Linked DNA regions of Mus musculus: region 1 is linked to region 2. The links are chromatin contacts, called in public HiChIP or PLAC-seq maps. All regions are on one chromosome and are shown on one strand. The core of a region is the stretch at or near the end of the contact, and the rest is flanking DNA. Distances in the headings are between cores, read along the strand shown. Region 1 overlaps R3hdm2 (R3H domain containing 2). Region 2 overlaps Dctn2 (dynactin 2).

Region 1 (7,237 bases), core at 2,013-4,512, 150 kb before region 2:
TTGGATGATTTCATATCCTGTATTTTTTATGTAATTATATGGTACATCAAGCATGTTTTTGGCATGAAATTACTGCCATGAGGCACTACATCTGCTGCTTGTAATTTTTCAAAGACAGGATCTTATGTATTCAAGGCTAGCTATGGCCCTACTATGCAGATGAAATTGGTCTTGAACTAGCAATCTTCCTGTTTCAGCCTCTTCAGTGCTAAAATTATAGATGTAAAACACCACAGTGGTTTAAATTACCTTTAACTAAAGGTTAACTGGGGGCTGGAGAGATGACTCCTTGGATAAGAGCACTGACTGCCTTTCCAGAGGTCCTGATGGCTCACAACCATCTGTAATGTAATAGGATCTAATGCCCTCTTCTGGCGTGTCTGAAAAGAGCAACAGTGTACTCACATACATAAATAAATAAATCTTAAAAAACAACACAAAACATGGACCATAATTTATTTAACCATTCCTCAATATTGTGAATTCAGGCAGCTATCAATTTTACAGTAAAATATTCTTTGATGAACACCTTTGAATCTTTATTAGCAATTCTCACTGACTGCTTAGGATAAATGTATTCAAGAAATTTAGAGATAGAATGGTTTTCCTTCACTCATTTAAGAAAAAAAAAAGGATGCATAGTTGTTGAGGATATTTGATCACACTGTGAACCCCAAGAATGTGTTACATACTGGAAACAAAAACCAAAAAACATGTTTCTAGTTGTGGTGTGGCTCAGCTCTTACCTTTAATCCCTTTGGTTGGAACACAGACCTGCCCTTAGTATACTTCTTTCTTTCTTCCTTCCTTCCTCCATCCCTCCCTCTCGCTCGTTCATGCATATGCTCTCTCTCCTTTTCTTTCTTTCTTTCTAGTTTAATTTTATGTGAGGATGTCAGGTCCCCTGAAACTGGAGTTACAGACAGTTGTGAGTTGCCATATGGGTGCTGGGAACTGAACTCTGGTCCTTTGGAAGAGCAGCCAGTGCTTGTAACCACTTAGCCATCTCTCCAGGCCTTACACCTTTAATGACAAACAATAAAGGTAAAAAGTTGTTTTGTAGAAGGAAATTACCCATGTTTGAAAGTGATGTTTAATTGAGTGGCAGACAAGGTAAAGAATGATCGATCTCACAGAATAGGATCTGCCCAACTCTCATGAGGAGAGAGAGGAAAGAGAGACTACTTAAGAGAGCAGTGCAGACAGAGAAGGAGGAAAGGAAGGAGGCAGTTTTACTGGGACAGTTGTACAGAGACAGGTTGCAGAGAGAGAACAAGCCCAACACAGGTGAAGACAGGAGCCAGAGAATGAGAAGGAGCCAGAAGATTAGAACAGACTGCCAAAGTTAGTATGAGGCCAAGCAGAGCACTTCAGGAGAAACCAACAAAAACCAGATTGAGTCTGTCGCCTCGAAGAGGAGTCTGAGCCAGAACTGGGTTGAACTCGCCAGTCAGAGTTCAGAAAGAGCTAGAAAGGGTGAGCTTATTCAGCCTTAAGTCTCCAAGGATGAAAACACTCTAGGCCTAGATAAGATTGTACAGAGGCTAGAAGCTTGCAGGACCAGGCCTAGCTCAGCAGACTGAGGCAGTAAGCCTTGGAGACAACAATTACATCAGGAGAATAAAAGTTACTTTGACACAGCTTCTTTAGTGAACTAATGTTTTCACCTGTTCCGGGTCAAGCCCATCTCTCAGGCCTTACAGTGGGTCTCAAACTTTCAGAACACACATGGGCAATACTACATGCTCTCTCTCTTTTATAAATCAAGTTTTCTTCTACATCTAGTCTATATCTTTGTGTGTGTGTGCAAGTGAACACGCACTTGGCAGAACTGTCTCCTTCAACTATGTAGGTCCTAAGGACTGGACTTAGGCTGTCAGAATGGTGAGCATCTCTTTTGCCCACTGAGTTATGAACTTGCCCACTTCCTGCTTTTCTGCAGTTCATTTCCCTTTTTAAAAAAATTAACTCTTCTTTCTCCATATATACTAGAGAAGGTACAGGGAAGATTAAAATCTCCAAGCAGAGAGAGTTTGTTATGAGTGTTACACACATTGCTGGCTCTTGTCAATGCACTATGATAGGTTAGTAAGCAATACAAAAAAAGAAAAACTTCAAAAGATACAAAAGAATAAGACTCTAAGTTATAATAGTGGGCTGGTGAGATGGCTCAGCCATTAAAGGCTAGGCTCTCCTTCTAAAATATGTTACAGCATAAAACTAAAAGAAGATAAAGGGTAACAGGATGTTGGATTGCTTAGTATTTTTTGCTCGATATTTGGCCCATTTAAAATTCTGGATTTGGGGAGGGAAGGTCAAGGCACCTCAATGGCACAGTACATACTTAGTGAACACAAAGCCTTCACGTCAATGCTAGGCACTACCACCCAGCCTGCAAATCAGTTTATTTTAAGAAATGTGGCAGTATTAAGAAATGTGGCAGTATTTTAAGGACTCACCATACACAGGATGCCATATCTATGAGTGAGTACACTCACAGATATCCAGAGGAAGAGGAGTACCATGAGCACAGCACCCAACCGGAAGAGTAAGGAAGGAATGGCTTTCCAGAGGTGGACACCAGAGGCAAATGTCCAAATGACAGAGACAGGAGTAAGGTAGGTTCTTTCAGACAGATAAGGATAAGAAGAAGCGTTACAAACTGGCAGGTTGTCTGTCTTCTTGATGAGTACTGTGTAGGCAGAAGCTCTAGGCTGACCTCAGGAGAAATACCTGCCAACCAGCAGCACCAGTTCCCCAGACAGCACTGCAGTGGGTGCAGCAGCTGGCCCCAAACTGCACATCTTGCCAAATTTAGCTCCAAAGTTCTAAGTTTAGCTCAGAAGTCCTTCTGCATATAAATATTAGATTGGGCCTTGAGAGCAGAGTCTGTAGAATAAAGTTCATACTCCATGGATTTCCCTAAGAAGCTGTGAATGGTGCTGTGGTCTGAGACAGGGTCTCACTTATGTAGGCCTGCATGAACTCATACAGGTCCTTCTGCTTCAGCCTCAGGGCTGGAATTTAAATGTGTGCCAACACGCTAGGCAGGAGCTGTAGATTTTAAATGGCTGTGACATATTAACATAACAAGACCACGGGCCTTTAAGCTGATCAGCAACTCCTCACTTCCTGGTTCTTCCCCCTCCTAGTAACTTCTTCTGTGGATGGCAGGCTCTTCCTGAGCTATCTCAGTCCTCCACAGCCATCCAATTCAGCAAAGCTGAAGGCTCTCAGCACAACCCTTTGTTTACATAAGCCAATCAGGACCAAGTATTGGGCATAAAAAGGGCCCAGGCAGGAGGCCAGACTTCCTCTCCACCTCAGTAAAGCTCTGGCTCCTCTGCTGTCCTGGCTCATTATTCTTCACTGTTTTTAAGACAAGATCCTGGGGCCACTCAGAGTGATTCAGTGGCTGCTGCATTTCTATGGCCATATTTTCTCTAGAATTAAGCCCACCTGAGCAAGGAGATAGCTCTATCACAGTCAAAGACCCCCACAACATGGAGAGCTAAGGCAGAACATGTAAATCAGAACAATGGTAGGGAGCCCATGCCTAGAACTCCAGCACTCTGGAGGCTAAGGCAGGAGGAGGCCACGAGTCAGAGTCTGAAAATAAAGCAATCAAACTACAACAAAAGCCCAAACAGGCATGGTTGTGCACACTGGATGAAAAAGAGATAGAGGAGAGGGAGAGGGAGAGGGAGAGGGAGAGGGAGAGGGAGAGGGAGAGGGAGAGGGAGAGGGAGAGGGAGAGGGAGAGGGAGAGGGAGAGGGAGAGGGAGAGGGAGAGGGAGAGGGAGAGGGAGAGGGAGAGGGAGAGGGAGAGGGAGAGGGAGAGGAGAGGGAGAGGGGGGAGAGGGGGGAGAGGGGGGAGAGGGAGAGGGAGAGGGAGAGGAGGGGATGGGAGGGCTGCTGCTCCTAAGTATGGTGGAGGAGAAAGTTTATTATCAATATAAGGGAGACCTAACCAGAGGGACAAACATCTAAGAGAGTTCAGAGTGGTCACTACCCTGAACCATATGGGGAGAGGAGGAGAGGAAGGGAAGAGAGAGGGAGGGATCAGGTACAGCAGCCAGGAGGCCAAAGGTCAAAGGAAGGGCAGCCCAGCCCCTGGACTGGAGAGTTCAGAGTAGAGGACAGGGTGTGCCAACCATGCTCTTTAACAGTAGGACAGCGGAATGCTGGGAGAACATGGAGGCCTGGTCCACTCTGATAAGTTAATTAGGCATTCCCTACTAACAGACACCTGGCCTTAGCCCTTAGGTGGCTGGAGTCGGAGGACTTAGAATTTAAGGTTGGGGTGGCTACACAGTAAATCTGAGGCTTATGTAGTGAGTTTCTCTACAAAACCAGAAATAACAAACCCAAACCAACCAAAAGATAAATGATGGTCAAAAAGGAGAAAAGATAATCTTTCAGAGTGCATGTTCATAGACTGGCCTTTGAGATTACTTCTGGAATGCTGGGATTAAAGGTGTGTGCCTCAGAACCTGGCAATGATGCTTAAGACGCATGTCTGAAATGCTCACTCTATACTTATAATTTACTTTAGAAACGCATTCTTTACATGGCTTGAAAATCTGTTTCCTCAAAGCTTGCACGTGAAGGCTGAGATGTAGCTCACATAACATGCAGAAAGCTCTAGGTATGATCCTCATACCACCCCCAAAAGGGAGGATGACTGACCAGATGACTCAGCAGATAAAAGCTTTTGACGTGCAAGCCTGATGACCACATGTGTGCTCACATCTGTAATCCTAATACTCTAGGTAAATGGGAGGCAGAGAAGGAGAGGTCTCAAGAAGCTTGTGGGCCAGCTAGCCTCGCTTGATACAGTTCAGCAGAAATAAGATACCCTGCCTCAAACAAGGTGAAAGAAAAGAACCAACTCCAACTCCTCAAAAGTTGTCCTGACTTCCATATGTGCTTCACATAGAAACAAATAAGTTCCCAGTAACGTGGAAACGCAGGTAGCATTACCCTATTTGATTTCTAAATATCATGAATGATGGCTAACGCTAACTCAGTCTTTAAAATACCTGGGAACCGAGGCATAAGGAGATGCTTGAGTCAGGAAAGCATGAGGATGTGAGTTTGGATCCCTAGCACCCATGCAAAAAAGCTGGGCCTATGATCCTTGCACTGGGAAGTAGAAGACAGGGAGAAGACAGAAGGACCCTGGGGTTCACAGACCAGCCAGTCTGCCCAATCAGTAAGCGAGAGACTGTTCCAGTTAGCTTGACAACAGCCCAGAGCTGAAGGAGTTTCAACTGGGGAACTGCCCAGATCAGATGAGCCAGTGAAAAACTGTCCTGATTGCTGACTGCTGTGGGAGGACCCAGCCCACCATGGGGAGCACCATCCCGAGGCAGGTGATCCTGGGCTACATACAAATGACAGCTAAGCATGAGCCCAAGAGTCAGCTTGCGGATGAGCCGTCATCAGCGCTTCCTCATGGGTCTCTTCTAAGATCCCTGCCTTGAGTTTCAGCCTGACTTTCCTCGATGATGGACTGTAAACTGTAAGAAGAGAGCAACCTTTTCCTCTCCAAGCTGCTTTTAGGTCAGAGTTATTTATCGCAGCAACAGAAAAACAAAATGGAATGGACAACCAGTCTCAAACAAACAAACCATGGATCCCTACAGAGGAGGATATGACAATCTGGACCTTTTGCTCCACAGGCATATTATGTGGGTCTGAACATGTACACATACATATACCACACACACACACACATGTGCACAAAGATAAATTAAAAAAAGAAAAGAAAAGAAGACTGGCAAAATAGCTCATTGGAAAAGGGCACCTTGGGACAACATAGTAGAAGGAAGGAAAGAGCAGATTTCTACAGCTTGTCCTGACCACCTCACACATGCAATGGCATAGATGTGCTCATACACACACACACACAAGACACAAAATAACATAAAATCAGATTGGCCAGTGAAAAACTGCCCTGATGTGGGAGGGCCTAGCCCCCCATGGGGAGCACCATCCCTAGACAGGTGGTCCATAAATAAGACCTGGTAAATGTTATGTATAAAAAAGCTCAGTGGTTAAATGCACTGGCTGCTCTTACACAGCTAGGGCTCCATTCCCAGCCCACCGCCATCAGTAACTCCAACTGCAGTTACCTCACCTAAGCTCCTCCAGAACCAGGGATGCATGAGGTAGAGAGTTGTACATGCAGGCAAAACACTCATATACATAATAAAAATTATCTTAAAAACGATTAGGGTTTAGAGGGAGAAAAGGGAAGGGAGAGAAAGATTCACTTATGTATGTGCCTGTGCCTGTTACCCGTGGGGGACGGAAGAGGGCATCAGTTCCCCTAGAACTAGAGTTACTGATAGTTATGACCTGCCAGGTGGGTCCTGGGAACTGAACTCAGATCCTCTGCAACAGCAGCCAGTGCTCTTAACCACCTCTTAACCATCTCTCCAGGCCCATAAAATTTAAATATAATAAAAATATTTTAAGGTAGAAAGTGATCATGGAAGACTCCCAGTGTATATCTCTGTATATGTATTTATACACATATAAATTTTTAAAAAGTGTTATAGGACTGTCTTTTTTGTTTGCTTTATAGTGTGTGTGTGTGTGTGTGAGTGACAGAGAGAGAGAATGTGTGTGTGAGTGACAGAGAGAGAGAGAGAGAGAGAGAGAGAATGTGTGTGTGTGTCTAGGTAGGCAACTCAGAAGGTAACTTGTGGAAGTGACTTCTCTTTTCACCACATGGGTTCCAGGGACTGAATTTAGAATTTAGTTTATCCATCAGATTTGACAGTTAAGTGCCCTCCCTAAACCCTAACCTACTGAGCCACCTTAGAGCCTTAGCTCACAAACAGAAAAGGCCCATATCCCTATGACCCTTAAAAATATCTAGGGAGTGGGTACTATTATACTCATTTTACACATGAAAAAAAAATAGTTGATAACTATCAGCAATTGGTAGAGCAAACATTCAACAAGAATGCTTTTTGCTCTTTATTTTGTTTTTTTGTCAAGACAGTGTTTTTCTGTGTAGCCCTGGCTCTCCTGGAATTCAATCTGTATATCAGTCTGGACTCAAACTCAGAAATCCACTTGGGGGGTGGGGTGGACCACACCCAGAGGAACCCCTTTCTTAAAGTGAAACTAATAACAGGCTATTAACAAAGGGGAGAGGCTAGGAGAAAGAGGTGTTCAGAAACGGTCTCCTGTCAGCATCACCAGAACTCACTCCGGCAGCACC
Region 2 (7,569 bases), core at 1,425-3,924:
ATTCTGGTGGGAAATGGAGGGAAGAAGTCAGGAGTCTTCATACAGCCATAGGATGACTCCTGGTTCTAGCTGTAACCCCCTAGCTTCCAGATTGTGGGAACACTGTGAACTACGGGATCATTACTCAGGGCTCTGAGTACTGTAGACTTAGTACAGGAGAGCACCTGACCTGAGCATCCTGGTCACATCGGACAGTGGCCTCCAGCTCTGTCAGACGCTTCTCGAGTTCTGCAACCTATGGGGGAGGAGGAGGGGCAAGAGGAGGAGGCGATTCTTTGTCACCCTCCAACCCCTGCAAGGGCTCCCTTCTTGGACCACATCCCTAGCTACAATCTTAAACTTAAGTTTAAAGTAGATGGACAGCTTGGGAGGTACAGAGGCAGGAGGATCTGGAGTTCAGAGCCAGCCTAAGCCACATCCTTGAGTTTAAAGCTAGTGTTGAGACCCTACCTCAAAAACCAGAAATGCAAGGAAATACAGCGAGTAAGACTTCAGGAGGAGTCCGAAGCTCTCCCAGGACTCAAAAGCTTTCCCTCCTAGGCCTGGCCCTGCAAAGGCCACTCGCACCTCCCTCCCTGGCTCCCAGCCTACACTACCTGACTTTTCCCTAGCTCCCAACCTATGCTACACTCATACTTACTTTGGCAGCTTGAGAGAACTTGTCCTGCTCAGGCCGTGAGTGGAGTTCATAGGTGACCAGGCTGCTGTCTGGGGGGGCCCCAGCTGTAGCCTTACCCCCTGAACTGCCTTTGCTGCTCTTAGTTGCTTCCAGCTGCAGCAGTAAGCGCCTGGGGCACAAGAACAAGTGATAATATCCAGACCCAAAAGATGAGGGCTATTTGAATCTTCTGCCTCATAATTCTCATTAGAGAATGGCTAACCATCTCCCTCCTGTCCTGCACAGTCCCACTCAGCAGTGGCTCTGCCGCGGCTGAGGGCACTCACTTAGCTAGGGCTCCGTCTGGGTCGGCAAGGTTGATTGCAGCATCTGGTCCCAGAAGCTTCTCCAGGTGGGAAGCCACCAGCTGCTGCTTCAGGGCAGCCAGCTGCTTAGCCAGCACCACAGGGGTGAGCTTCTCCTCGGTGGCTGACTCCTTCACTGTCGTCTGATGGAGGAGTCCGTAAGACAGGATGGAAGTGAGAAAAAAAAAAGCAACCTCGGAGAAAGCCATGGCCAGGCTGTTTTATTTACTTTATGTATCTGCATGTATGCAGTGTGTATACCACATGCATGAAGTGTGTGTACCACATGCATGCAATGTGTGTGCCACATGCATGCAGTGTGTATATCACATGCATGCAGTGGCCATAGGGGCCTGAAGGGGGTATCAGATCCCATGGGACTAGAGTTACAGATGGTTGGGAGGCCCTAAATGGGTGATGATAATAGAACCTGGATCCTCCAAAGGGGCAGCCAGTGCTCTTAATCTTTCCAGTCACCACTGCCACGTGCCCAGGATAGATTTTAGAACAGCACTGAATTTAACAGTGTTAAATATAGATTTGTATTCCCCAGCTCTGGAAACCTCACAGCCCAGGCACTCAGAAGCCAGGGTATGGACGTTACCTTGATCTTCTCCACCTCAGTTGTCAGCTCTTGGACTTCATGCAGTAGTCGTTGGTACTTCTGCTGCGGTGTCTCCTTCACTCCCAGACCCTCTCCAAGCTAGAGACAAGGAGGAAGTTGATGTTACCTGTCCCATTAGAGGGAGCCCTCGGAGTTAATCCAAACCTTGGACCTAAGTCATAAGGTATCCCTCTACCACCTGGATCCTCACTACCCTCTTACAGAAGAGAGGGAGACAACAGAGATCTGGAGACTCCAGAACTGTAGCAGGGAGCACAACACTCTCAAATGTATTTTGCGTGGATGACACTCAGACAAACTCAGACTAAGACTACATCCCTCAGGCTCAGCAGCTAAGGGCACTGGCTGCCCTCAGAGACCTTCAGTCCCAGCAGCCATAAGGTGAATTACAACCATCTGTAACCTTATTTCTACAGAATCCAATGCTCTCTTCTGGTCTCTCCAAACATCAGGCACACACATGGTACATTCATGCAGGTAAATACTCATTTGCACAATATAAAAATAAATAAATCTTAAAGAAACAAAACAAAAACCAAAGCCAGGTATGGTGGTACAAGACTTTAATCCCAGCACTTGGAAGGCAGAGGCAGATGATTCTCTGAGTTTAAGGCCAGCTTGGTCTACAGAGCAAGTTCCAGGACAGCCAGGGCTACACAGAGAAACCCTGTCTTGAAACAACAACAAAAACACAACAAAATAATAATAATCCCCAAGGCAAAAAACAAAGACAAAAAAATAAGAGAGAGAGAAATTTAAAATAAAGAAACAAAGCCCCAAACTTAACACTGCTCACTCCCCTGCAGGCCTGCTCTAGGCTCACCCCACGGTCATCACACAACAAACCATTTCATAGTCTCCAGACTCATATCCTGTCCTCTTGGTCTTTCCAATGCGATCTGAGAAATCTGTCAAGAGAAGAAGACTACTGAATGAGCTGGTCTAGGCCCAGTTCAGCCCCAGACCAAGGTGACTGTGAGGGCTGGTCCCAGAAGGCTCCACAAGGGATCGGATCCGCAGGGCTCAGGCAGCTTGTTCGCTCTCTAGGACCACGCCCGCATCCCCTCCCCAAGCCTCCAGCCCAGGCTCACCAAGCCCCTTTGTTCCCACTCTCTTGTCCTTGAACTTGTCGTAGGCAGCGTTGGGGTTGACAATGATGTGTTCCACGCTTGTGCTGCTCAGTTCCTCCTGAGGGGACAGGGACCTTAGCATTTCTTCTATCCCACAAAGCCCCCAAACTACTAAGCCACTGCACTCTATTTTTCCAAGGAGAAAGAAGGGGGGCTCCATTCCAAGCCTCCCACCCAGGCTCAGCCTGGGAAAGAGAAGCCTCCTGGTAAAGCTGGAGCCTTGGTAGTATAAGTATTAACACCCTGATTTAGCTAGGGACAGAGGCAGTGTAGCCTCCCCCACCCACTCTGTACATAAGCCTCCCTCCCTCAGCCTCTCCCAGTTATCTGGCATACACCATGCACTCAGGGCAAGAAACAAACTTGACCTCTCCTAACCTCCCCCTCCCAAAAGTAAATCTTCTTCCCTGGCTAAACAAGTCCATAGAGCTGACTCTTCGCCCATGCTGGACGGGGAGGAGGAGGCAAGGGCAATATTCTCAATGTAAAATGGCAGGTTTAATCTGTACAAGGTAAGATACCAACTCATAGATAGAAGAGGACTATTGGCAGAGTGTGTGCTTAGAAGCCTGGTTTCTGGGCTACTGTGGGGCCAGACAGCTCGGGATATGGAGGAGCAGCGACAGCTCAGCGGGTTACTATTAAAGGGACACCTTACAAGTATCCCAGGAGCACCTTAGGCAAGGGCTGGACATAGCCCCCAGCACTGAGAAGCGTGGCATGTGCCCCTGCTACTAGACCACTCTGTTGCACCCAAACAATCAAGTCAGGCACATGCAGAGAGGGAACACTGTACCCTAGACCTGAGGGTGACACTCCTTACACATCAACAACTACATCTTCCAACCAGGGAAGGTCACTACAGTGCTGAAGGAAGGGAGGTGCCTAGGAGTGCTGTTTTGTTAGGGGTTGACATCTCCCTGAATCTAGGAAATGAAGCTCAATCGGGTTGTTGCACATTAGAGTCTCTTAGAAAAGCCTGCCTGCCTGCCTTCCTTCCTCCCTCCCTCCCTGCCTTCCTTCCTCCCTCCCTCCCTGCCTTCCGTCCTCCCTCCATCCCTTCCTTCCTGGAGAAGAAAAAGAACAGGCCTGGGCCCATCTCTTAGGTGTGAGCTTAGGTGCTCTCTCTGCCTGTGTGTGGGTGTGTGGGGAGCAGGGAGGAGAACCAGGACAGGAGAGAGAGCACTGGCTGCAAGGAGGGTCCATCCTCCCCTCTCCAGAGTCACAGGGGGAACGTGGCGGGCATGGGCGGCAGCCTCGGGCTGAGGACAAGAGAGAAGGCGAGGACAAAGCAGCAGCTTCCCTCCCTTCAGGCAGCTGTTAGGCAGAGGGACAAGACAAGGGCCCAGTGGAGAGAAGAGACATCGGAGTCCCCCTCACCCCTTCCCCTCAGAAGTCCCCACTTGCCAAGTAGCCCTGTGGTTTCTGGTCTCTAAACTGCCTAAGGATAGCAGCTCAAGACAGGCAAGCATAGCTGTGCTGCTGGCTCCCGGAAACATGGTTTCTCTCCATAAAAGCCAACAAGGCAGAGGCCCCTTTTCAGACAAGCATGGTGGCACAGGTGTGTAATCCCAGCACCCAGGAAGACGCTCACACTGTAATCCCAGCGTTTGGGAGGCTGAAGCAGAAGGATAGCTGCAAGTCTGCAGCCAGCCTGGTCTTCACTCTGAGTTCCAGGTCAGCTAGGATCCCAAGACTCTACTCAAAAACAAAACCAAAAAAACTAACTTCTTAAAAAGATGGCCAGACAGCAGCAGAAGACACTTTTAATCCCAGCACCAAGCAGGCTGGGTCACTTTGAGTTCCAGGTCGAGCTAGTCTATAGAGTGAGATCCCATCTTAAAAGAAGAAAAGAAGCGGATGAGAGGCTGGTGCTGTCACTTGGTGCTGGAGGACTGACCTTGCAGGCTTCAGCCCCTGCGCTAGACCTCTGCTACCACCAACACACAAATGAAAAAAGAAAAGGAAAGGAAAAGGCACGGGGCACAACCTGAAGAGAAAGTGCTCTGTGAGGGACAGAGGGACAGCCTGCGTCTGATGGCTTCCTTAAGTAGGGAGAGCTGGGAACAACAAGGGCCAGCACCGAGGAGAGGCTCAGTGGGTCTCAGCAGTTGCTGTAGAAAGCAAGGCCTGGGCCAGGAGGGCCACACATGCTGGCCTTCAGCATCTCAGACCTGCCATGCCACTACAGTGTCTTGTGAGACAGGAATGGGTGCTGAGTGTGGGACTGACTAGGAGGCCAAAGGTTTAGTAGAGATGAAAGGATAGAACCCCTGCCCACCACAGCACACCCCGTTACAAAGCAGACGCAAGGTTGGACTTCTTACCAGCTCCTTGTGGTTTCCCCAGAGGTGAGAAAATCAAGAGTTAAAAAGGAAAGGGCGTGGGGGAGAGGGATGAGGGAGGGAAAAAAAAGACAAAATTGTTATTAGCAAATTGTCACATGCACTACATGAGTCTTCAAACACTGCACCACAGAGCCCCAGGGGAACCTATCAAAATTTGGGGGCCAAGATTTCTAGCTGAGGTCAGAATGTGCCCCACGAGAAGGAGACCTGGAGACCCTTTCCTCTCTGGTGCTGAGGATGTGTGGAGCTTTGCCATTGAGCAGCAGCCATCGGAGAGTGAGTGCTGGACACGAGGAGTTAGCTGCTGCAAGCTGGGGCAGAACGGGAAGTGCAGAAGAGAAGGCTCAGGTGAGGGGAAGCTATAGAAATGGCAGGATGTGACACAAAGAAGGTGGAGATTCTGGGGACCTGACACTGACTGAGCGCCCACAGTTCTCAAGGGAGGCTCTCCCTTAGCAGTTCACGTGGCTAATGTCTAGATCTTACTTCCAAGCCAGCCTGGTGGGCTCCAACTGTGTGCCCTGCCTCTCTAGCTCTGTTGATGGATGGGTGGAAAGGTGGAGGGCTGGTTGACATCGTATGTGAGAAAACCCATGTGAGGGACAAACATGCACTTCCTCCCTAACAGGTCACCCAGCCCAGTTGCAGCTCCTTTTATTTTGGCCTCTTTTGCCCACGTTCAGTGACTCCATGGTCCTACGATGTCCCTGTACACAAGTGGGCATAAGCACCCACTGGAACACACATGCAGAGCCACAAGAGAAACAGAGGTACTGTACTTGTTTCTAACTTGCTCTCACCCACAAGAGAAACAGAGGTACTGTACTTGTTTCTAACTTGCTCTCACCAAGCTAAAAGCAGCCTGGGAAAAAAATCAAGAAGGGGGAGACCATGGACTGTAAGTGAAGTTCAAACCAAGAGGGAAGAGGCAAAAAACAAAGCAATCCAGCAAAAACCCACAACAGGCATGAGCAGTGGTGTGTGCTGTATATACCAAGCTTATCTGCATGGGGGTTGGGAGAGGATGAGGTTCACGGCATAATTCCTAAAATATGTACTAGAAACAGTTATCGTAGAAATTTGATATACAACAGAAAATTAGAAAAGTCAAAGTGCTCTGATCTTGGGTCCAGCTCACCTGGACCCTGGCTCCCACTCCTCTCATTCATGGTTGTTTGGCCAAGTGGCCTTGCCTCAGAGAACTAGACCTAAGGCTCTAAATCAGACAGGGACGGAGGCCACTCTGCTGAGGCTGTTCAGGCTCTATGCAATACTTCAGCCAGGGGGACTTCCGAACCATGGTGACAAGGAACATGGAGAGAGCTGTAGAATAAAACTGTCCAGGACGGACCAGCATAATGCTGATAGCCCATCATTTCTAAACGAGGAATACAGAAACAGAAAAACTCGGGAAACACAGGTAACCCAAATTATTATCCTAAAATCACACATAGTACCTTCTCTCATCCTGCTTCTCAACAAAGGCTTAGCATCGGAGAATATCAAAAGGGCCTTTCTCGCCCAATAATCGACAAACAAGGAAGAAGTGGGAGCAAGGGTCTGGCTTTCCCCTTTGCTCTCCACCCTCGTCAACGATGGCTGAAGGCCAGGTCATAAAAATTTCTTCTTGCAACTTCTTCCAAATCTATACCCTATGTTTAAAGGCCTCCATGTTTTGACTCCCTCCTTCCTTCCAGTTTTATTCTGCAGATCTCATAAGGTGAAGAGACAATGATTCACAATGATTCGTGCATCACAGTTGTGCTTCTAAACTTTGATTAATGATCTTTAAACATAAGGCCAGCAAGACCCAAACAGGGACTCCTTGGAATTTGAAACAAAACAATTAGCTACAACAATTGCAAAGAGGCAGAGCACTGCATGCAAGATGGCAATGAACAAGCATGCAGAGAAGCATTGAATGGCCTTACTTGTGCAAACTAGTGTCCAGGCAGGGTGGTGAGGAGGGAGGATGGGGGAAGCGTTAGGAAAAACTCCAGTAAGTAAACTGCAGCAACAGTCAATGAACAGTCAGCCCCCTCTGTGACTCCAAACTGTGAGAGCAAACCTCAGACACAAGGCTAATTTTGGGCAGGGGTAGGGCATGCCTCAGTTGTGGGGAGAGGGCACCAAGTAGACTCAGAAATCTTCCTTCTCCATGGCCTCGGAGTGGCTATATCATACAGGGTGGGAGAAGCTGAGTCCTGTTCTTCTGAGGCGTCCTTAATTTTCTCTGGTTAAGCCATGAGCAGAGTGCTTTCAGGACCCAAGGCAGGCTGTGGGCCCCGAGAGGGCATTCAGTTTGGGAGGTGGCTTTCCAAAGAGGCCACTCTGAGAAGCCATTGTCTCAGACAGCCAGGGCGTGGCTGAGATGCAGATCTTCCCATACAGTGAAGGGAAGGGCTGCCAGCCTCTGTTATTTTCCAGCCCATTCCTGTTGTAAAATACTTTACTTCCAGCTAAAATTGTTTTAAAGAAATAGAAGAAAAATTGGGATCATTTG

What was found. HiChIP or PLAC-seq counts read pairs in DNA pulled down with a chosen protein or histone mark.
Region 1: a contact with region 2 is called in an H3K27ac HiChIP or PLAC-seq map of embryonic stem cells, with 5 read pairs. The contact joins two enhancer-like sites. A contact is called at or near these places in 1 of 39 promoter capture datasets (macrophages), 1 of 484 Hi-C or Micro-C datasets (cortical neurons), 1 of 115 datasets of contacts at active chromatin or transcription factors (embryonic stem cells) and 3 of 9 other capture datasets (adipose tissue, liver and pancreatic islet).

Annotation. Positions count from the first base shown.
Region 1 is chr10:127,422,861-127,430,097 of GRCm38.p6, reverse strand. The region is part of intron 2 of R3hdm2 (R3H domain containing 2); the gene reads right to left. Among named protein-coding and RNA genes, the nearest start is that of Gm23819, 22 kb to the right of the region's middle. Within about 2 kb of position 3,262, at least 84 of the 459 cell types and tissues checked have an H3K27ac peak or open chromatin away from gene starts, as enhancers often do. A contact at or near this core is called in adipose tissue and embryonic stem cells, where this site is marked.
Region 2 is chr10:127,269,921-127,277,489 of GRCm38.p6, reverse strand. Dctn2 (dynactin 2) reads right to left here. Exons shown (of 14, transcript NM_027151.2): 3 at 2,680-2,776; 4 at 2,435-2,496; 5 at 1,568-1,666; 6 at 946-1,106; 7 at 641-788; 8 at 170-235; 9 at 1-3. Among named protein-coding and RNA genes, the nearest start is that of Dctn2, 7.4 kb to the right of the region's middle. Within about 2 kb of position 2,674, at least 19 of the 459 cell types and tissues checked have an H3K27ac peak or open chromatin away from gene starts, as enhancers often do. A contact at or near this core is called in adipose tissue and embryonic stem cells, where this site is marked.